2 separate regions of the Danio rerio genome follow, and region 2 is linked to region 1. Evidence: chromatin contacts called from public Hi-C data. All regions are on one chromosome and are shown on one strand. The core of a region is the stretch at or near the end of the contact, and the rest is flanking DNA. Distances in the headings are between cores, read along the strand shown. Region 1 overlaps tbcd (tubulin folding cofactor D). Region 2 has its middle 12 kb from the start of atp5pd.

The links. A called contact is a pair of places that touch in the nucleus more often than the background predicts.
Region 2: a Hi-C map of skeletal muscle shows a contact between it and region 1, with 4 times the contacts expected there. The contact joins two enhancer-like sites. A contact is called at or near these places in 10 of 18 Hi-C or Micro-C datasets (caudal fin, embryo, fibroblasts and 3 more) and 2 of 4 datasets of contacts at active chromatin or transcription factors (caudal fin and embryo).

Annotation. Positions count from the first base shown.
Region 1 is chr3:49,405,714-49,408,550 of GRCz12tu, reverse strand. The region is part of intron 32 of tbcd (tubulin folding cofactor D); the gene reads right to left. Among named protein-coding and RNA genes, the nearest start is that of znf750, 57 kb to the right of the region's middle. Within about 2 kb of position 1,535, at least 7 of the 62 cell types and tissues checked have an H3K27ac peak or open chromatin away from gene starts, as enhancers often do. A contact at or near this core is called in skeletal muscle, where this site is marked.
Region 2 is chr3:49,630,064-49,633,104 of GRCz12tu, reverse strand. No RefSeq gene overlaps it. Among named protein-coding and RNA genes, the nearest start is that of atp5pd, 12 kb to the left of the region's middle. Within about 2 kb of position 1,379, at least 5 of the 62 cell types and tissues checked have an H3K27ac peak or open chromatin away from gene starts, as enhancers often do. A contact at or near this core is called in skeletal muscle, where this site is marked.

The DNA.
Region 1 (2,837 bases), core at 286-2,785:
TCCAAATGACGTTTAACAGAGCAAGGAAATTTTCACTGTATATCTGATCATTATCTTTCTTCAGCATAAAGTCTTAATTGTTTTAATTCAGCAAGAATAAAAGCAGTTTTAATTAAAAAAAAAAAAAAAATTAAGGACAAAATTATTAGCCCCTTTAAGCTATTTTTTTCCAATAGTCTACAGAACAAAACATCGTTATACAAAAACCTGCCTAGTTAACCTAATTAACATAGTTAAGCCTATAAATGTCACTTTAAGCTGTATAGAAGTCTCTTGAAAAATATCCAGTCAAATATTATGTACTGTCATCATGAGTGTCTTTGATAAAATATATCAACCATTAGAGATGAGTTATTAAAACTATTATGTTTAGACATGTGCTGAAAAAATCTGCTCTATGTTAAGACTTTAACCATATTTTGAGAAAATGCTTTGAAAAAACAAACACAAATTTACCTGCCTTTCGTTTAGTTCATAACTGTTTTTGTCCTATTTACTTTCATTATAATGACTTTTTTTTTCAAAGCCATGACACCATAAAATCATGCATTCTTGATTGTTGCTGGTTTTCACTGTTGGAATAAGGACAAAATGCTATTTTTTATTTTTATCATCAGTTGCAGAGTAGCTGTTTGCACATTTATCTTAATATGTCAGAGAAACTCAAAATAAGCAGCTCAGTTTTCTGTGTATTTCTGCACAAACTATAATCTGCCTTTTTACTCCATAAAACTGCATACACAAGCCAAAAACTTTTTTTTTTTTTTTTTTTTTTTTGTATACAGGCCTAATGCTGCCAACTGATGATCAACATTAAAAATACACATTTGACCTCTTCCCAATCAGGAATACCACCAAAATGAAGAATGCATGATTATGCTGGCATGGCTTTGCAATCAAAAATGTCATAAGGATGGAAGTCAAAGGGGGAAAAACATAAGAAAAGGGTAGTACATTTGAACAGTACACAAGGTTTAATCCAGATTTGGACATAACAATCATAAACAGTATGTATGGCGTAATGCATGAGACAGCAAGTTCCTCTATTTTCACTATGAAAAAAGGAAGTAATCAGCAGAGAAAGCAGCACTTTCTCTCCCATCTAAAACATCTATCCATAACACAAACTTCTCTCATAGTGGTGTATTAATGTGTGTAAGGGGTCAGATGAAGCCTGATTATGTACGGTTTCAACTGCGCTGTGCGGCCCAGAGGGAGCTGAGCTTCACAGAGAAGCTCCATCATTCAGCATCGAATCTGTGAGAACCGCTCATTTATCCAGCAGTTTTGGCACCGAGAAATCATACGGTTTTAGGCTGAAGGTGAGAGCGTAACCTCTGCTGTGGCTCCAGTCAAAGGAGAGAGAGGAGGAAAGCTCCACCGACTCATTTATAGGTCCAACTGGCAGATGAGTTGACATTTACTATGCTCAAAGCTCCCGTTAAAACCCCCGACATTATTATTTTTCTTCATCAACAAACAGTTGAGGCTATAAATAACTAAATGGCTTTAAATTAAAGTCAAGGGTGAAGTCCCAGCAGCCATTGGAGCAAAGGCATGGAGCCTAAAATGCTAAGTAGGTGATACATTTGAAAACTTTTTTATATATAGTTATCCAAAGAGTTTTTAAGTACTTATTATTTCTATTTTCTTTTTTCATCTCTGAAACCATGAAAATATTTTAGTTGTGGCTTTAACTTTAACCTATATATATATATATATATATATATATATATATATATATATATATATATATATATATATATATATATATATATATGTATATGTATATATAAATGTATATATATATATATATATATATATATATATATATATATATATATATATATATATATAATAATGTATATATATACATATACATTTATATATATATATATATATATATATATATTTATATATATATATATATATATATATATATATATATATATATATATATATATATATATATATATATATATATATATATATATATATATATATATATATATACATATATATGTGTACATATATATACTGGTTAAAGTTAAAGCCACAACTAAAATATTTTCATGGTTTGAGAGATGAAAAAAGAAAATAGAAATAATATGTACTTAAAAACTCTTTGGATATATATATGAAGGCAGTTCATTCAGCTGTGGCAACCTCAGATTAATAAAGGGACTAAGCCGAAAAGAAACTGAATGAGTAAATGAAATATGTAAATGTGTTTATCCATTATTAAATTGATTTATTTATTTTAAACCCTAGATAGGTGTTTACATGTTCCCCCCTTGTTGGCGTGGGGTCCCTCCAGGTGCTCCAGTTTCCCCTACAGTCCAAAGACATGCAGAATGGGTGAAAAGGGTAAGCTACATAGTCTGTAGTGTATGTGTGTATGTCCCGGTGTTCCAGATTGGGGGTTGAACATTGGGCTAACAGCTCACTACATAAAAACGATGTAACAAAACACCAATATGGTGCAGCTGAATATCAACTTCGATATACAAAAATGACCCTGGGAGTAAGTAAGTGAACCATAGATAGACAATACCAGTGCTGCCATCTCTGTCACGTGAAGAAGAATTTGATTCAAATTGTAATAAAATGTACGAATTTCACTGCTCTTTCTATATTTTGATCAGAAACCTGCAGTCTTGGTGAGCATATAGTAAGAGACTTTCAGAAATATGAAAAAAGAAAAAAAAAAAAAAAAACTCACCATCCACAAAGTTTTAAACAGTAGTGTATAATCAGAAAATGAACCTCAAACAAACAAAAAAAGGAATAATAATAATAAAAAAAGTACAGGAAGAAATCAGCATTCCAGATAAAAG
Region 2 (3,041 bases), core at 130-2,629, 220 kb before region 1:
TAGTGCTAGTCACTGGGCCACCGTGCTGCCCTGTCGCCTCACAGCAAGAACGTCACCGGTTCTATTCCTTTAACAGGCCGGTGGTCATTTCTGTGTGTAATTTGCATCCTCTTTCCGTGCTTGCGTGGGTTTTCCCCGGGTCCTCCGATTTCCTCCCACATTCCAAAAACATGCACAACAAGTAAATTGATAAATCTAAATTTTGCAATACAGGTAATCTCATAAAGCAGCATATCTTTTCATAGCATTCAATTTTTAGTCATCAGCTCTTATCAAGGCTCCCCTATCTTCCTCCAAACGGGAGGGAGCCCAGGGCTCAAGAACCTTCGAGCTCATGGCTCTCTCCCGGGACAGCATGCCAAACTTGCTTATAATCAATCATCAGCTAAGTGTGAACTCTTGAAACAGAATTGATGATGGACTAAAAATCTGAGAAATTATTTTGGGAGTATCACTAAAACATTAATATGTAAAAATAAAAAATACTTTTTTTTAATGTTTACAATGCAAATCCAATAAGATATAAGATAGGCCTAACTACTAAAAGACAGAAAATTTTACTTACTGCATTGTACATAAATCAGATTTTCATGTTAGTAATATTAATTAATTTAAAAAAATGAATAAATGAAGATTTACACACTTCAAGTAAATAAACAGAATTAATGATGGGCTAAAAATCTGCGGAATTCTGCGCGCTCAGATTCTGCGTGGGCCTAGGAATGACCCACCAGTATATGAATTATTGATTTATTTATTTTCCCAGCAGAAGCCTGACCAGATGAGCAGAAAAGAGTGAATTAAGTCTCAGTGATCCAAATCTTGTTTGTGTTCAAGTCTAGTTTCCGTGCGTCCACTAAATAGCTTGGACATCTTTGATTCATGGTCACCACTGTATAAAAGGATGAAGTGGAACCGGAGCTGCACAGTGAGCGTCTTTTATGTGATGCTCGGCTTTAGTCATGGCCGCAGTCTCAAGGCCACACCATAAACCTTCAATTGTCATGCTCGGATATTTGAGAGCCCATGTCCTTTAGGCCATGAAATATGCTTTCTGTGTGTGAGAGACTTTCTTCTGCGATAAGGTTTAAGATGCTTCACCTCAAAGTACCTTCTTTTCCATGCAAGCCGATATATATTATACTGTGTACTGCCAGGTTATAGGCTATAACTACATAGGTTATATGGGTTGGCTTAGGAATATTTCCAAGTTATTACCCACTTTATTCAATAATTACGGTAAGGCAACCCCTGATAAATAAGGGACTAAGCTGAAGGAAAATGAATGAATGAATGTTTGGTAGGCTACGTAGGTGCTTACCATAGTTCTCAATGAATCTTCTCAATCAAACACTAGAGGGCGCAGTGGATCTGTGTGTAGAAAACTGACGATGATGTAAACATTGATGTGACTGAAGAAACTTACTATGAAACTCTTTGTATGCCAGCTCCTGGAGGTAATCCTTAAATATGAATTAGGGAACGCGATTCTCTGACAAAACATTCGTTTGTAAGAACTCAAATCTAATACAGCCTCTCGGATGTAACATGTAAAGTAATCCCGGGTTAGTATGTAATTATGATGCAATTTCCTGAAGCTTAACAGCGACAAGTGCAGGAATTTACTAAGCTAGTGGACTAGCATTCATGTAACAACCTCACTAATAAGCTGTTGGATGCAGTGAACATTTGGTACAGTGATTTTTACTAATAGCCTAGTAAACAGGGTGTCCACTTTTGAGACAAAAAATAAGGGATGTTTACTGCAGCAGGGGCCATTTCACTTGGGGGCCAAGACCACAGTGATCACAGGCCCAATAGCATGCCAGTGGTGGTAAATCGCAACTGAAAATATGTTTTCAGGAAAGTATGAACACTTGGACATTAAAATAATTTGACTGAAATCTGTGTAAACAGATGCAGTCAGGCTTTCTCTTTTACAGCTTTGCAGCAGTGATATAGCTGATGTTATGTTTAATAGTGTGGTACACCTGCATTACCTTACCTGCTGTAACCTAGAGGCGAGGAGAATATACTAATGAATTTAATTTTAAAGCATGGTATTGATTACTAATTTTGGCTAAAATATTTGTCATTAATTGCAGTAACAACTACCCAAACATGGACACAGCACATAAATAAATTAGATACAAACATTAGCTACACTGTGAAAAATGATTTGATCAATTAGTCCTGACAGCATATGTTTTAGGTCATTTTAACTTACTGAACTAAGGTAATCATGTTCTATTTTAATTTTATTAATGCTATGTTATTAATGTAATGTTATGCAAGCTGTTTTAAGTCAGTTTAAAATAATATTAGCTTAATAAACTCATGATTAATCTGATTCATCTTAAAAAGGATTTTTACAGTGTAGTAAAGTTTTCATATAGCCTATTTCTAATTTAAACAATATAAAGTTGCAATTTACTAGTTTAATTTCCTTATATGTGCATTATGTTGTTTATTTATGTATTACATAAAATGTATTAAATTAATGCTTATATGTGCCTGACTTAATTCTAACAAACAAATCATTATATTACATTGGATTATGATCCACTTGCATTGTATTTACAGAATTGTTACAAATTACAATTTGTGATCCAGTGTGTGAAAACCAGGCTTATCTAATTCTCGGATGAAGTTTATTGCAGGAGGGACTGGTCCACTTCACAACATAGATGGCACCATGAAGAAAGAACAATATGTATAAATACAGAATCATCTGACGTCAATGTGATTAGAAGTTTCTAGATGAGCCAGTGTTATTGAGTGGTTGTTATCTCGGAATAACATACCTTGGAATGTCACGACTGATCAGTCAGAAGCAAGTAATCCAGATAGCCTGGAATGAGATGTGATTAAAAAAAAAAAAAAAAACATATTATGATGAAATTTAGTTCCTGAAAGCAAAGAAAGTCAAGGTGCTCCAGGTTTGGCCAGCCCAGTCACCGGAGTGAACATTATTGAGCATGTCTGGGGTTAGATGAATGAGCCATTAAAGATGAATCCAAAGAATCTTGATGAACTCTGTG